2 separate regions of the Mus musculus genome follow, and region 2 is linked to region 1. The links are chromatin contacts, called in public HiChIP or PLAC-seq maps. All regions are on one chromosome and are shown on one strand. The core of a region is the stretch at or near the end of the contact, and the rest is flanking DNA. Distances in the headings are between cores, read along the strand shown.

Region 1 (3,440 bases), core at 842-3,341:
GGCTGACCTTCAACACATAGAGAGATCTTCCTGCCTTTGCCGCCTCTGAGTGCTGGGATTAAAGGCATGTACCACCATGCCAGGCTGATTACTTTTCATTTTTTAATATAATTTTTATTTTATATTCATTGGTGTTTTGCCTCCATGTATGCTTGTGAGAGTGTGAGCCCTGGAATTACAGTTTACAGACAGGTGTGAGCTGCTATGAGGATACTGTGAATTGATCCTGGATTATCTGGAAGAGCAAACCTGAGCCATCTTTCCAACCCCATTTCTTCCTTTCTAATTAAAGTTATTTTTTTAATGCATAAGATTTATTAGTTTTAAGTGTGTGTGTGTATGTGTGTGTGTGTGCAGATCCCTGGAGTTGGATTTACAAGCAGTTGTCAGTCACCTGACATGAGTACAGGGAACTGAACTGAACAGTTCCTCAGCAAGAATAGTACATGTTCCTAATGGTTTAGCCGTGTCTGTGGCCCTAATTTTATTTTAAGTTGTGTGTGGCAGGGGTACATATGTGTCCATGTATGAGTGTGAGTATCTGCAGGTGCTTGTGGAGGCCAGAGCCTTTGGAGCCTTTGGAGCCTTTGGGGCTGGAGTTAGAGGAGAAGGTTGTAAACTGCCTGATATGAGTGCTGGGAACTGAACTTGAGTTAAGTTCTCTGGGAGAACAGTATGTACTCTTAACCTCTGAGTCATCTCTCCAACCCCTACAGAATTGAAAAAGAGTATTAATTTAAGACTGACGCATAGCTAGAGAATAATAGCAAGGCATAAAAAAAAAAAAAAATCTCAGCTATCCAGTCATGGTTGAAGATACCTTTAATCCCAGCTACTTGGAAAGTTCAGACTGGATGATCTCAAGTCCAAACTTTGGGTTATGTATCAGTTCACTGCCTGTCTGAGGAACTCAGGGAGATCTGTCTCAAAAAGAAAGTAATAAAACAGGCCTGAGATATAGCAGATAGAGTACCCATCTAGCACCTGTAAGGGTCTGGGTTCACTTCCCAGTCTCCAGCAACAATAACATGTCCTTAATTGCTCAGATTTCTGTTTTTTGTTTTCAAGACAGTCTCATATAGACCAGGCTAGCCTCAAATTCGGCTGTGTAGCTGAGGGTTATCTTGAGCTCCTCCTCCTCCATTTCTCAAGTACTGGGGTCACAGATGAGAACCACTGTGCCTGACTTTGTTTTCGGTTTTTGAGACAAGGTCTTGTTAGCCTGAAACGTTCTATGTGGTTTAGGTCTTAACCTCCTGAATGAGTGCTGGGATTACAGATTACAGGCATGAGTCACCATACTTAGCCTGGTCAGATATTTTTGGTAAATATCTTGGTTTGAGAAAGCTGAATGGCAGTCTTAGCCTTACTTTGCATCGCCTATTACATTGAACTATACTGGACAGCTATATATATATTTTTTTTTCTGGAACTCTTTAGATTTGAAATTTTCCATCCTTGGCTTTATCATGGGATCTAGCCTTCATGGTCTCCTGAATTTTCAACAATACATAAAGGATGCACCTTTGCTTTTCTGTGATGAGAGCTTGCTACACAATGTAGGTTTGAGAGTGCAGTAGAGAATAGTGGGGCAAGAATCAGGTATTTGAAGAAGAAATCTAATTTTATATGGTTTTGGCTCATTTTTACACAGGTATATAAACTTTTATAATCATGTAATCAAGTTTGTATTATGTTGAGCCTCAAGGATTATTTCTTCTTGAATTTGATTTTGTTTGTTAGAAATTTTTGGAGTACTGTTTCTTTTCTTCTTTTGATCTCTGAAAAGTTAACCATTGCCTTTTTACAGGAAGGCCCAAAGAAGCAGCTTAGTGACATGCATTGATAATATAAGTGTATCATAGCCAGGTCTTGAGTGTGGTGATAGAAAACTTCGGAACTGGAAACATTTAGGTTTAGTTTGACTACTTCTAAATGTCCTTATCTTTACTGCCCTGCACCCCAAAGAATGTCCCTAAAATGGTAGCATATCCTGTAATTCCAGCACTTAGAGGCTGAGGCATGGAGTTCTAGGCCAGCCAGCAATCAGCCTGTGTGTTACAAAGCAACAAGTACTAGGTCAGCCAATGCTAGGTTGCAAAAATGTGCTGTCCCTCAAAACAAAACCCAGAAAAAAATGAGTTGTGGTAAGCCTTGACCTTTGTGTGCCTGTTTTTGTGTGAGTACGTGGGGAGTCATTATGAAACAGCTGCCTCATTGTGAGACAGTAGAACTTCTTCCAAGGACAAGCACCTTTGAGATAGTTGCAATTAGCCCTTTTATTTTTTATTTTTAAACAATGGTTTTTCAGACTTGAGGACTTGGTGGATACTTTCACAAATGAATCAAGTGACAGTATTTGCTGCTGCTGATAAAACTCATACTTTACAGTTTTGGAAATCTTGTGTGATTCTCTGTGGCATATTTTCCTATACTTCAATTTTCTTCTTCCTTGCATGGGGGCTCATGCCTGTAATCTAACACTTCGTGAGGTAGAGACTGGAGGACTACTGTAAGTTCCTTCAAGGCCAGCTTAACTTCAGAGACACTGTTTGAAACAAAAAGCAAATATCTGGTCAGTTCCACAGTGATGAAAACGTGGCTTTTTTCATATTACATAATGAAGTATGTCAGCATTTTAAGGAACTTGTAACTCAAACCAGTAATTCCAAATGGCCAGTACATGACATTAAGAATCTCATGTGTCAAGAAGACCTATTGAAAGTGTGAAATAACTAATGGATTTCAGTGTAGTATTATAAAGTTCAGCAATAGGGCTTCAGATTCCAGTTTACAACTATCTTTAACAAATTATGGGGCTGAAGTGATGGCTCAGAGGTTAAGAGCACTGGCTGTTCTTCCAGAAATTCTGAGTTCAATTCCCAGCAACCACATGGTGGCTCACAATCATCTGTAATGAGGTCTGATGCCCTCTTCTGGTGTGCAGTCATATATGCAGGCATAATAATGTATATATAATAAAGAAATAAACCTTTTACAGAAAAAGAAATTAGTACTGGGCATAGTGGTTCAGTACTCAGACTAAGGCTATATCTGAGGGTATATTACTCGAACTGGAAGTCAACCTGGTTTATTTTTATAGTGCTAAGAAGAACAGAATTATCTAAACACAAAGTTTCCAGATATATATTATATGTCTTTATACAAGTTGATTTTTTTCTCTGTCTTTATATTCTTTTTTTTTTAAAATTGCTTTGAGTTTAAACTAAATAGAGACATTTAGTTTGATGTTAGCTACTGGTTTGCTGTATATTGCTTTTTTATGTTTAGATATGGGCCTTGAATTCCTGATCTTTCCATGACTTTTATCACGAAGGGGTGTTGGATTTTGTCAAATGCTTTCTCAGCATCTAATGAGATGATGATGTGATTTTTGTCTTTGAGTTTGTTTATATAATGGATTCCATTGATGGATGTCT
Region 2 (3,305 bases), core at 392-2,891, 82 kb before region 1:
ACTGCTCTTTCTCCGAGGTCGCTTGCCCAGCATCCCCTTCTTCTCCAGCTGGGCCTTCAAGCGAGCGATCTCTTCCTGGAATTCCCTCAGCAGTGTGTCCTTGGGGTCCTCGTTCACCCGCGGTTTGTTCTTGATGTTCTTGGCTCGGTTGGCAAAGCGCAGGGTAGAGAGGCTCTCGTCGTAGCTGTGAGAAGCTGGACCCAGTGTGGCCACCATGATGGTCTTGGCATTGCCCCCCAGTGAGTCTTGGAGCAGCCGGGTTAGCTTGGAGTCCCGGTAGGGGATGTGGGTGCTCCTGTTGCCAGCCAGAGCAGCAATCACATTGCCCAGGGCGGACAGCGAGAGATTGATTTTAGAAGCTTCCTTAGGCCTCTCTCCGCTGCTGGCAGAACCACTAGCGCTGCCACTTCCACTCCCACCACCAGCTGTTGGCTGTGTGGCTGGCCCTCCAGCTGCGTTGGGACCAGCCTTGTTCTGTCTCTCACTGCCGGCCAGGTCTACCAGGTTGAGCTTGCCTACTCGGATATGATCCTGGCCATCAGAGCCACGCTCACTGCACTCCACTGTGATAACAAAGATGGCATGGGACCGAGAGCTGACCTCATTCATGTGGGTGCTGCCCACTGCTCGGGCTTGGTTCCCCAGGTTCATCACATGCTCAATCTCCTTGACATTCTTGGTGACAAAGGAAGAGAGGTCCTTGATGTAGACCCCTGTTTCAGGATTCTCCTTCAGCTCTAGCCTCTTGCCTGGCTCCTTGGATAGCAGGTCTCGGATCTCCTCCTGGTAGATCTCCAAGTAGGAAGCACGAACCAGGTACTGCTGGTTCTGGGAGCGGGAGATGTGGGTGAAGATGTGCTCAAAGGCATTCGGGATAACCCCGCGGAGCTCTGGCTCCACCCAGGTCCCCTGCATGGTGTAGGTCTTGCCAGTGCCAGTCTGGCCATAGGCAAATACGGTGCCGTTGAAACCCTGAAGCACTGAGTCTATCAGGGGCCTCACCGTTTCGTCATACAGGTCGGCCTGCTTGGAGCTAGCATCATACACAGCATCAAAAGTGAAGGTCTTGGGCAGCTCCCCGGGTGCCGCGCGGGGGTTTCGCAGAGTCACCTGGCCCAGTTTCACGTCCATGGTCAGAATCTGCTCATGACCAGCAGCCTCCTCCTTCCTACTGAGGGGGCGGCACCGGGCCACCACCTTCAGGGCCTCGCTGGCCTTGGTCTTACTGGCCATCTTGCACCTCTGTCCTTCCAGGTGGGCCGCTCTGCAGCCTGGGCGGTCCTTCTGCCCTACTCCTAGGTCGGGATCAGTCGGGCTGGCCCAGCCCTCAGGCACCTCTCTTCAATCCGCATGCAGCCTACCAGGGTGGGGATGCAGGGAGTTGGCCCCGAGACTGCTGCAGTCCAGGCCTCCACAGCTCTCCGCGGCTTTCTGTGCACAGTCTGGAGAGGTAGAATTAGGCAGAATCCCTAGGTTACCGCGCAAGCTGCTCCTGCCGAAGGGTAGTGCCTGGAATCCACCCCATGCTGGAGCAAGAGTGAGCGCTACGGCTACAGCTTCGGCAACAATGAGATAAAGGAAGAGGAAAATGAGATGGGGGTGGGCGGCAGAGCTGTCTTTTCCTCCTCCTTTTTCCCTTCCCCTAGGGATCCATGGCGGGGGATGCGAGTCCTGGGCGGCTCGGAGGGTCCCGATCCTCCCGAGGTCAGAGGCTCACCTGGAGTCCTCCCCTCCGGGTGGAGGATCATTCATTGCAGCCAAGGCTGGCTGCTGTTGCCTCTCCTTCGCCTTCCCCGCCGCCGCCACCGGAGAATGAGAGAAAAACAGAAAAGGATGGGGCGGAACAGCGGCGGTGAGAGTGATGTTGCTGCGGCCGCTGCGCTGCGGCCCGGGTTAGGTCTCCCGTCTGGGGTGGGGCAAGGGGCGGGGCCGCGGGGCGGGGAACAAGAGCCCGGCGCGGCCCTTGGGCGAGGGACAGCGGTGCATCGCCGCCCGCACCCCACGGACCCCTCAGGGATGACAGGCTCCGGTGCCCACCCAGGTCCCGCGCCCACCAGTCGGATGCGGCGCAGCCACCGCCAGCCGTCACCCCACCGAACCCGAGCATGCTGGGAGATGTAGTCCTTCCTTTGTTAACCCGGTTCTGTCAGGTTGCTAATGCTTTCTCCAGTCCTCAAGTCTGGGAGCCCCTCCTCCCACATGCAACCCCTGAGTGTGTCTGCTGAGGCTGCACTACCCACGCGTGTTCTCTCGGCAACCGCCATTCTCGGTTTCTCACTGCTCCAACCATTTTGCTTGCAGATGGGCACATGTCACTGTCCTCCATTTCTCAGGGTGTCACCAGGCCTCCTAGAGCTTAAACTCCTAAACATTATTGGGCTCTGTGTTTTCTCTCCCTAGTCTGGTTTACTCCTGGCCTTCCTTTTAACGCTCTGCGGGAAGCACAGTTAACTGATTCCACCTCTTGTGTCTGTACATGGCCTCTGGCTCCAACTACTTCTCCATGACCTTAGGAAGGCCTGTCCATCTTCTGACCTCTCAGCCTACCTCCACTACTCTGATCCAGTCTATACTCCTAAAAACCATGCTGACACACTTTTCTAGCTCACGTGGAGCCCTGGCACTATTCTAGGCGCCGAACCCTTCTTAAGGAGACAACAGGCTGTAATAGAAATGACAGTTGCACCCTTGTGCCTTTGCCCAGAGATCCTGTTACAGTCCTTCCTCTACTGCTCTGCCACTTGGGCAGCACAAGCATTTCATCATCTGTGAAGCTGTGCTGGTTAATTTTTGTCAACACAATCTAGAGATGTCTGGGAAAAGGAAATCTCGACTGAGGAATTGCCTGCATCTGATTGGTCTGTGGGGTATATTCTTGATAGCTAATTGATGGAGGCGAGAGCCCAACCCACTGTGGGAGGTGATCCCCTGGGCAGGTAGTAATGGGTTGTATAAGAAAGATAGCAGAATGCAAGTCTGGAAGCCAGCCAGTAAATAATGTCTCTCCATGATTGCTACTTCAAGCTCCTGCCTTGAGGTCCTGATGCCGGAACCCTGCAGCGCAAATAAACCCTCTCCTCCCCCAGTTACTCTTGGCGGGCAGTGTTTTATTACAGCAACAGAGAAGCAAATTAAATCAGAAACTCTAGGGCTGGAGAGATGGCTCAGTGGTTAAGAGCACTGACTGCTCTTCTGAAGGACCTGAGTTCCATTCCCAGCAACCACATGGTAGCTCACAACCATCCGTAATGAGATCTGATGCCCTCTTCTGGTGTGTCTGAAGACAGCTACAGTGTACTCATATA

The links. HiChIP or PLAC-seq counts read pairs in DNA pulled down with a chosen protein or histone mark.
Region 2: a contact with region 1 is called in an H3K4me3 HiChIP or PLAC-seq map of bone marrow-derived macrophages, with 2.3 times the contacts expected there. The contact joins the promoter of I920046F24Rik here to the enhancer-like site in region 1. A contact is called at or near these places in 3 of 39 promoter capture datasets (embryonic stem cells and macrophages), 1 of 15 datasets of contacts at CTCF or cohesin (CD8 T cells), 5 of 484 Hi-C or Micro-C datasets (Th1 cells, centroblasts, centrocytes and 2 more), 10 of 115 datasets of contacts at active chromatin or transcription factors (CD8 T cells, bone marrow-derived dendritic cells, bone marrow-derived macrophages and 5 more) and 1 of 9 other capture datasets (adipose tissue).

Annotation. Positions count from the first base shown.
Region 1 is chr12:3,281,857-3,285,296 of GRCm38.p6, reverse strand. The region is part of intron 1 of Rab10 (RAB10, member RAS oncogene family); the gene reads left to right. Among named protein-coding and RNA genes, the nearest start is that of Rab10, 26 kb to the left of the region's middle. Within about 2 kb of position 2,091, at least 74 of the 459 cell types and tissues checked have an H3K27ac peak or open chromatin away from gene starts, as enhancers often do. A contact at or near this core is called in CD8 T cells, Th1 cells, adipose tissue and 4 more, where this site is marked.
Region 2 is chr12:3,363,909-3,367,213 of GRCm38.p6, reverse strand. I920046F24Rik (RIKEN cDNA I920046F24 gene) reads left to right here and starts at 1,641. Exons shown (of 1, transcript NR_164312.1): 1 at 1,641-3,305. Kif3c (kinesin family member 3C) reads right to left here and starts at 2,082. Exons shown (of 8, transcript NM_008445.2): 1 at 1-2,082. The coding sequence starts at 1,233.